Linked DNA regions of Anas platyrhynchos: region 1 is linked to region 2. The links are chromatin contacts, called in public Hi-C maps. All regions are on one chromosome and are shown on one strand. Each heading gives the region's core, a stretch centred on a gene start, on an enhancer-like site or on the middle of the called end of the contact. The rest is flanking DNA. Distances are from core to core; before and after follow the strand shown.

The links. A called contact is a pair of places that touch in the nucleus more often than the background predicts.
Region 1: a contact with region 2 is called in a Hi-C map of liver, with 2.8 times the contacts expected there. The contact joins two enhancer-like sites. A contact is called at or near these places in 3 of 8 Hi-C or Micro-C datasets (liver, skeletal muscle and subcutaneous adipose tissue).

Annotation. Positions count from the first base shown.
Region 1 is chr1:111,283,689-111,286,852 of IASCAAS_PekinDuck_T2T, forward strand. The region is part of intron 2 of KCNE2 (potassium voltage-gated channel subfamily E regulatory subunit 2); the gene reads left to right. Among named protein-coding and RNA genes, the nearest start is that of SMIM11, 21 kb to the right of the region's middle. Within about 2 kb of position 1,308, at least 5 of the 8 cell types and tissues checked have an H3K27ac peak or open chromatin away from gene starts, as enhancers often do.
Region 2 is chr1:111,150,444-111,153,592 of IASCAAS_PekinDuck_T2T, forward strand. All of the region lies in intron 2 of MRPS6 (mitochondrial ribosomal protein S6), which reads left to right. Among named protein-coding and RNA genes, the nearest start is that of MRPS6, 42 kb to the left of the region's middle. Within about 2 kb of position 1,663, at least 3 of the 8 cell types and tissues checked have an H3K27ac peak or open chromatin away from gene starts, as enhancers often do.

The DNA of each region.
Region 1 (3,164 bases), core at 58-2,557, 130 kb after region 2:
TCAGCTGGGGAAGGCAGGATGCAGGATTTCTCTGCAATTTAGGCCTGGATGGACAGTGAACAGGTTATGCCATTAGGGGCAAAACTGAAGCAACTTGCTCACATGAGATGGGGTAGGTGGGGCAACTGCAATTTTCCCAAGTAAGACAGTCTTTTCCATTAGGACGGCATGTGCAGGGAAGGATTCTGTGTTTTGCTGTGCCTCTAAGCTGAAGGCCTATGTGGCAATGGAGAGAGTGAACCTTTGTGTTCACTCTCTCCATTGTGTTGTGTGGATCTGATCCTAGGAGCTTATCCTCTGGTTTTCCACTTTTGTAGATGTGGGGCTGTGTCCCATGGCTTTCCATTGGGCTCCTCCACCATGAGCCATCAACGTACAATTACACTGCTGAAAACCAGACTCACTGGTTACCTTCTTTTTCTGGAGCAAAAAAAAATGGCTAATGATCAGATGACTGGTTAGCTGAAGAATCCTTGATGCGAAATGGACTGATGGAAGAGCTAGTGATGTGACCTCAGTAGGTGGAGGCATGGCACGAGCGCCTTGCTGAGATGGGGCTGGTGGTCTGGCCCTACATCTTTCTGCCCAGAAATGATGATCTGAGCCACAGAGTAACTATTGCTGACTGGGGGTGTACCTGTAGTGAGATGAGGCCTACTGTCACAGCGATGTGCTGACATGCCACTCTGAGAGCTGTGAGCTTTCCTTCAAATCTGCTGCAATCTGCTGGTGGATTAACAGTTATCTTCCTCTCATCTAAGGGCTTTCCTGTCTGTGGGCTTCCTGAAAGTCTTTATAATCAAGGAAGAAGTATCTTGCCCTATGGAAAGTTGTTGCTCTTGCTCTTGGTTTGAAGGTGTCCTTCAAACTTTTTCTCTGTGCGTCACTGCTCTCAAATTTGCCTTTATCCCAGTGAACAGTCTGGCCAGGGATCTCTGTGTGCCTGGTGGCTGTTGATGGTCTTCACTGTGAAACCATGGTCCTACATGTACTTATTCCCCCTTTTCTCCCCACCCCTTTCCCCATTTTAGCAAGATGATATGGGCCTCATCTGACCCTAGTGCTCCCACCCTTGAATACCAACCAGGTGGGTGGCAGGCCTGGCTGCAGATGAGAGGATCCCATGTCCTCCTTGAATTGCCCAACTTTTGAAGAGACATGCTGTGTTTGAAAGGGCAAGGGAAGGAGGTAAGGTGTCACGGCCCACATTGCTCTGCCCTTTCAGATACACGATAGTAACCTCTGGCGTTCCAGAGTTTGGGAAAACAAAACCCCACTGTCTCCTTATTGCACAGGCTTGGGAGTGTGGTCCAGTGCGGCGATAAGAGACAGCCACGAGCCTAATCTGGTTCAGGTCTGCTGCGTGCCTGCTGTGTGGTCTTGGCAATCGGGTCACTTTTCCATCTGTGAAATGGGGCTAGTGGTGCTTACCTTTGTTTTCAGGACGTTTCAGATCTCAGCACGAAGTGTTTTATGCAAATGAGGAGGGTTTCTGGTGCTATTTCTTAGTAATGAGCAGCAGACCTTGAATTTTGACCTTTACATGTTGTTTTTTTTTTTTTTTTTTTTTTTATGTACTCGCCTCACCGGGCCTGGACTGAGTGGACTGGTAGCAATTGAAGGTCAGGACTATTTTCCTGCCAGCTCTAACCATATAAGTAGGGGTTACAGCAGCGCTGGAGGGGGGTGTATTTATGGGCATGCAGATGAGCTACCACTTGGAAGCCTTTCTGCGGGTGGATGGAGGGATGGAAGTGCAGCTCTGTGGGGACACGGTGTGGTCACTCCCGAAAACGGCACCTGACGTGCACGAGCTCAGCCTCTGGCTTTCTCCTTTGCTGTCTGGATATAGTCAGAGTGCAAGAGTGAAGGTGAATCTGTGGCTTAGCAAAGGCGAGTAAATAGAAGTGCCAGCTCGTAGGGTTACCCAGCCGTCGGCTCCAGCCTTTTGGGCGGCCAAACTTTGACGCTGACTAGGTTGTAAACAGGAAGAATATCCATGCAGTTTTCTGCACTTTGATTCTTGATAACTTTGCCCTCGTCTTCTCAGCCAGACTGAGAGGAAAGGCTAAGTGCATTTCAGCCAGCATAAGGCATGCCTTCTTCTTCCTGGCTCCATTGGTAAATGGTACCAGATTCATCTAGGGGTTTGCCTGCACAGTAACCACGTGTGCAAGTGTCTCTCTGTGAGTGCTAACCTAAGTGGCAGAGTTATTCCCATAAAAGTTGGCCTCATCCATACACTTCAGTGTCCTCAGTGTGCTTACAGCTGCAGCAACCCTTCCATGGGAACTTCTGCAGCCTCTCCAAGATTCAGGCCCCATCTTCAGTAGATCATAATACACACTACATACCTCAAACCTGAACCTGGGCAACTGATTCCAGACTCCCTGTGGTTTACCATCTAGCCAGAAGGATGCTCACATGGTTACTGTGTCAGCAAATAATTCTTCATCAGCTCCAGTGGGCCAAGCCCAGACCTATCCTTATCTACTGTTGCCACTGTCTGGGTTTCTGAATCAGAGCAAGTCCTGAGGAGGCACTTGGCTTTGATGACCATGGGCTAACCTCTCTTTTAACTTGTTCATATGTGCACCCAGGAGCTCCTGTCAAACCCTTGCAGCAGCTGGCAGTAGCAGCAGAGGGAGACTGCCACGCTGGAGCATGCAGTGCTCTCCAGAATACAGCAGCAGTATTGTGTTAGTACCCCCTCCGGACTGGATCCATCACCATGGCAGCTGGCTGAAGAAACAGCAACAAAACAAGGAAATCACCAACTTGTTGAAACTTAATGGCTTTAGGTTTGGATGAGATTTTGACAGACCCATCTCACAGCTCCTCAGTGGCCCAGGCATCATGCAGACTGCACCTGTGCTTCCTCCTCCCCCTTCCCACACACCAACCTGAGACTCCATCCCCTTTCCGAGAGGAAGATGAACTGTTAGAGTTCTGTCTGAGGTGGAAGACAACTGTATTCAATAATAATAATAATCATCTGTAAAAGGGGATTTCTGTGTTCTGCCTACTTGCCATTTTGATGCTGTACAGGCTGTGATTCTAGACCCTATTTTGCATATGCATTTGAGATCATTTCCTTGATTACAGTTGATGATACCATAAAAATTACCAGGGACATTGTTCTGGGATTATGGCTAACCTAGGAA
Region 2 (3,149 bases), core at 413-2,912:
GCATCTACCTTGGGTACCAGAGCCCTGAAATGTTGAGTTGTTTTTTTTTTTTTTTTTTTTTTTCCCCTCACCTTATCATTGAGGGTGCGATTTGCAGTTTTGAAGCTTTTTAGCAGGAATGGCACAGTACAGTAGTTTGTGATGCTGAGGTGCCAGCATCAATTTCTGGTGCGGTAAATTCTGTAGCATCTTTATGCAAGCATGGTGATTAAATGTGATGGCTGCACTAAATAGTGGTCTTGGTCAGGTGGGAAGCAGTCACTTTTTTTTTTTTTTAAACTCTGAATTAATACTTGCTGTGTAACTGCAGCTGTGCTCATAACAAATTTGCAGACATCTCAAATGCTGCCCAGAGAGCGTGACTTGTCAAACACTCCGAGTAGGTCAGGCTTGTTTCTCTTTTGCAGTGAAACAGAATTTTTCTGCAACGCTGCAGAATGTCTTTCTGTTATTTAATTAGCTTAATAACAGGCGTCTGGGTATAGAATTTGGCAAATGAAATTTCTGAAGAATGTGCACAGTTTTTAAAAAAAACAAAACAATAACAACAACAACAAAAAGTATTTTTTTTTCTCCCCAGTATTGGTTCATTGTGGATTATTTGTGTCATTGCTGTGGCACAATCTAGTTACTAAAGCACTGGCTTTTGGTTTTGATCTGGAATGTCTCCGTTGCTGTCCTTGTGATTTTCAGAGGTCTTTCTTCTATTCCATAGGAGTGTTTTAGTTAGAAGTAGTAACACGTGTATTAGTTCTTCCAGCTACAAGATGATGGTCCTTCTGAGCATAAACTCACCCACCTGCCCTGCTAAGGAAGAATAGTGACCACAAGAGCCAAAGAGAAAAGCAAAACTACTGCTCTTCAAGAGCAACTCAGTGGTTCCAAAGATGAAGTGGGCATTCTGGTAGCAGAGCAATTTCATTAACAGAGGATTACCATGGAGAAAACGACTGTCCAGCTACTTCCATGAGAGTACTGCAGCTTGCTTTCCTCCAGATAGTTTCTTGTTTCCTTCTGGGATGCTTTAGTTGTACATTTTCTTGCCTTTGTATCTTCCACTCTCCTACTGGGGAAGCTTACTTAAACTTCGTGTTGCTGCGTAAAGGAGAAATTTAAAGGAAAGATAGCTAATTGAGTTTATTATTAAAGCTTATCATCTTTAAGCATACAGACATTTTCTGGGCACAACAATGGCACCACACAGCCTCTTCCAAGTCCCCTGTAAGTGTGCTTTTTTCCCTCTGTTCCTCAGGTACATTGAACATAGCCTCACAGTCATATTCCAGGAGGATTTAAAAGTGAGTTTTGATCCAGGTGCCTTTCAGGGTTCTTTGAAGTCACAGACTGTCCATGTGAAAGCAAAATATACAAGCATCCATAGGACCTTAGGACTCAAATTCAAATGATTTCTGGCTTGGATGTATTAAAAAGGATACATGAAACATAGCATTTTTTTCATATGCAAAAGCATGTCCTTCTTTTCCTGAAATCCTATGATTTTCCTCTTTTTTTTTTTTTTTTCAATTAACACATTGTTTCAGTACATTTCAGTGGTTAGGCTGCTCTCCTGTATTTAAATCATCCTTCTATTTACAGTGGAGCGTGATGACAAAAATAACTGTGGTCTCATAGTGAATCAGTGGAATTTTCCTGCATTTCTCCCCTGATGACTCGGCTGACTCCTGGGCAGCCTGAACGCTTCTGCATTTTTGCTTGCAGGAATGAGGTAGTTTCCCTCCTGCATTCCTGTATTTTTCCCCATCTTTGAGTCTGGCTGGGATTTGCTTTTGTTTACTACGCAAACAGTGGCGGCAGCGTGGTGTGTCGGGTCAGAGATGGCCGGCTGAAATTAAGGTTACTGCATGCTTTATGGAGAGCGGGCTTAAAAAAAGCCCACAGCCTGATGGCAGCTAATTTAAATGCATGTATTTAGAGGAAAGGTGCTCCAGATCTCCTCAGGAATTGCATTATCAATTGCATTTGGTTGTTTTGCTTGCAGCAGTCAGTTTCTGCTCTTTCTTTAATGAAAGAATAATATATTTTTTTTTTTTATGCTGGCCCTCTTTTCCTTCCTTCTCTTTTGGCACAGGGAGGCAATCATTGCCTGTTATGCTGAGGAATGGGTGTTGTTTCAAGAAATGGCATTGTCGCCAGTGACTGCAGTTTTGTACCCTCAGATAAAATACCTATTCTGCGAGGAGTCATATAAAGATATGCTGCAACAGCTCATCCTCCCTTCCCCCACTTCTCCTTCAGTTATCAACAGTGCGTCAGTGGAAATTTCCACCCTTTGCTAATGTGAGAGAAAGCACAAAGTTGCAAAGCAGCCTTTTGAGAGGGAGGGGAAAAAAAATATTGCCGTTTTAGGAACACAATGAAAAGCAGCATATGACTTGAAAGCAGAAATGAAATGAAATTCTGGAGAACTGGGAATAAAAAGGGATGGCAGAGAGCACAGGTTGCAATCCGAACGAATGCTCTTGTGAACCAACTGCTTGGGGAAGGGGGCAGGTGAGTGGTGGTGTATCATCAGCTCAAATTTCTCCCCCCGTCGTCCCTTTTATTAGCTGCAACTGATTAAGAATTTGTAAGGGTTCTTCCAAAGGAGGGGATTGAAGTGGCATCTGTTAAATTTACCAGTGGCTTTTAATGGCTTTAACAGAAGATGCGACTTTCCCTTTTCAAGGGGTGTGCATCCTTCAGAAGTTGCTATGCCGCAGTTTTATTGAATTGTCCAAGATTAAAGCTCGTTTCTCTCCCTAAACTGTTAACCAGGTGATATCTCCTGTTTACTGGTCTCCAGAAAATAAGAGGCAGCTCAGCTTTCCAAATAAATTAAGCTCTGTGTGTGAGGATCTGCAAGGGGGACCAAGCCCACCATATTTCCTCCAAATCCTTGCTAAGGTGAGCTTTTTCTGCAGCTCGTAGCAGCCCTCCTGCTGCTATCAGAGGAGCAGCACCTTAGCTGACGTGAACTGGCACCGCTCCCTCGGCTTCTGCGATGCTCGGCCACAGCCCGTGCCAGCTGGGCACCTCTTCTGGAGGACTGGTTCCTTCCAGGCAGGCTGCAGGGAGATTTCTTGCTGTCGGGCCCCTCACACATGAGAAATTGGTGCTTCGATCTGCTTTTTCTAAGAAAGACTTCAGAC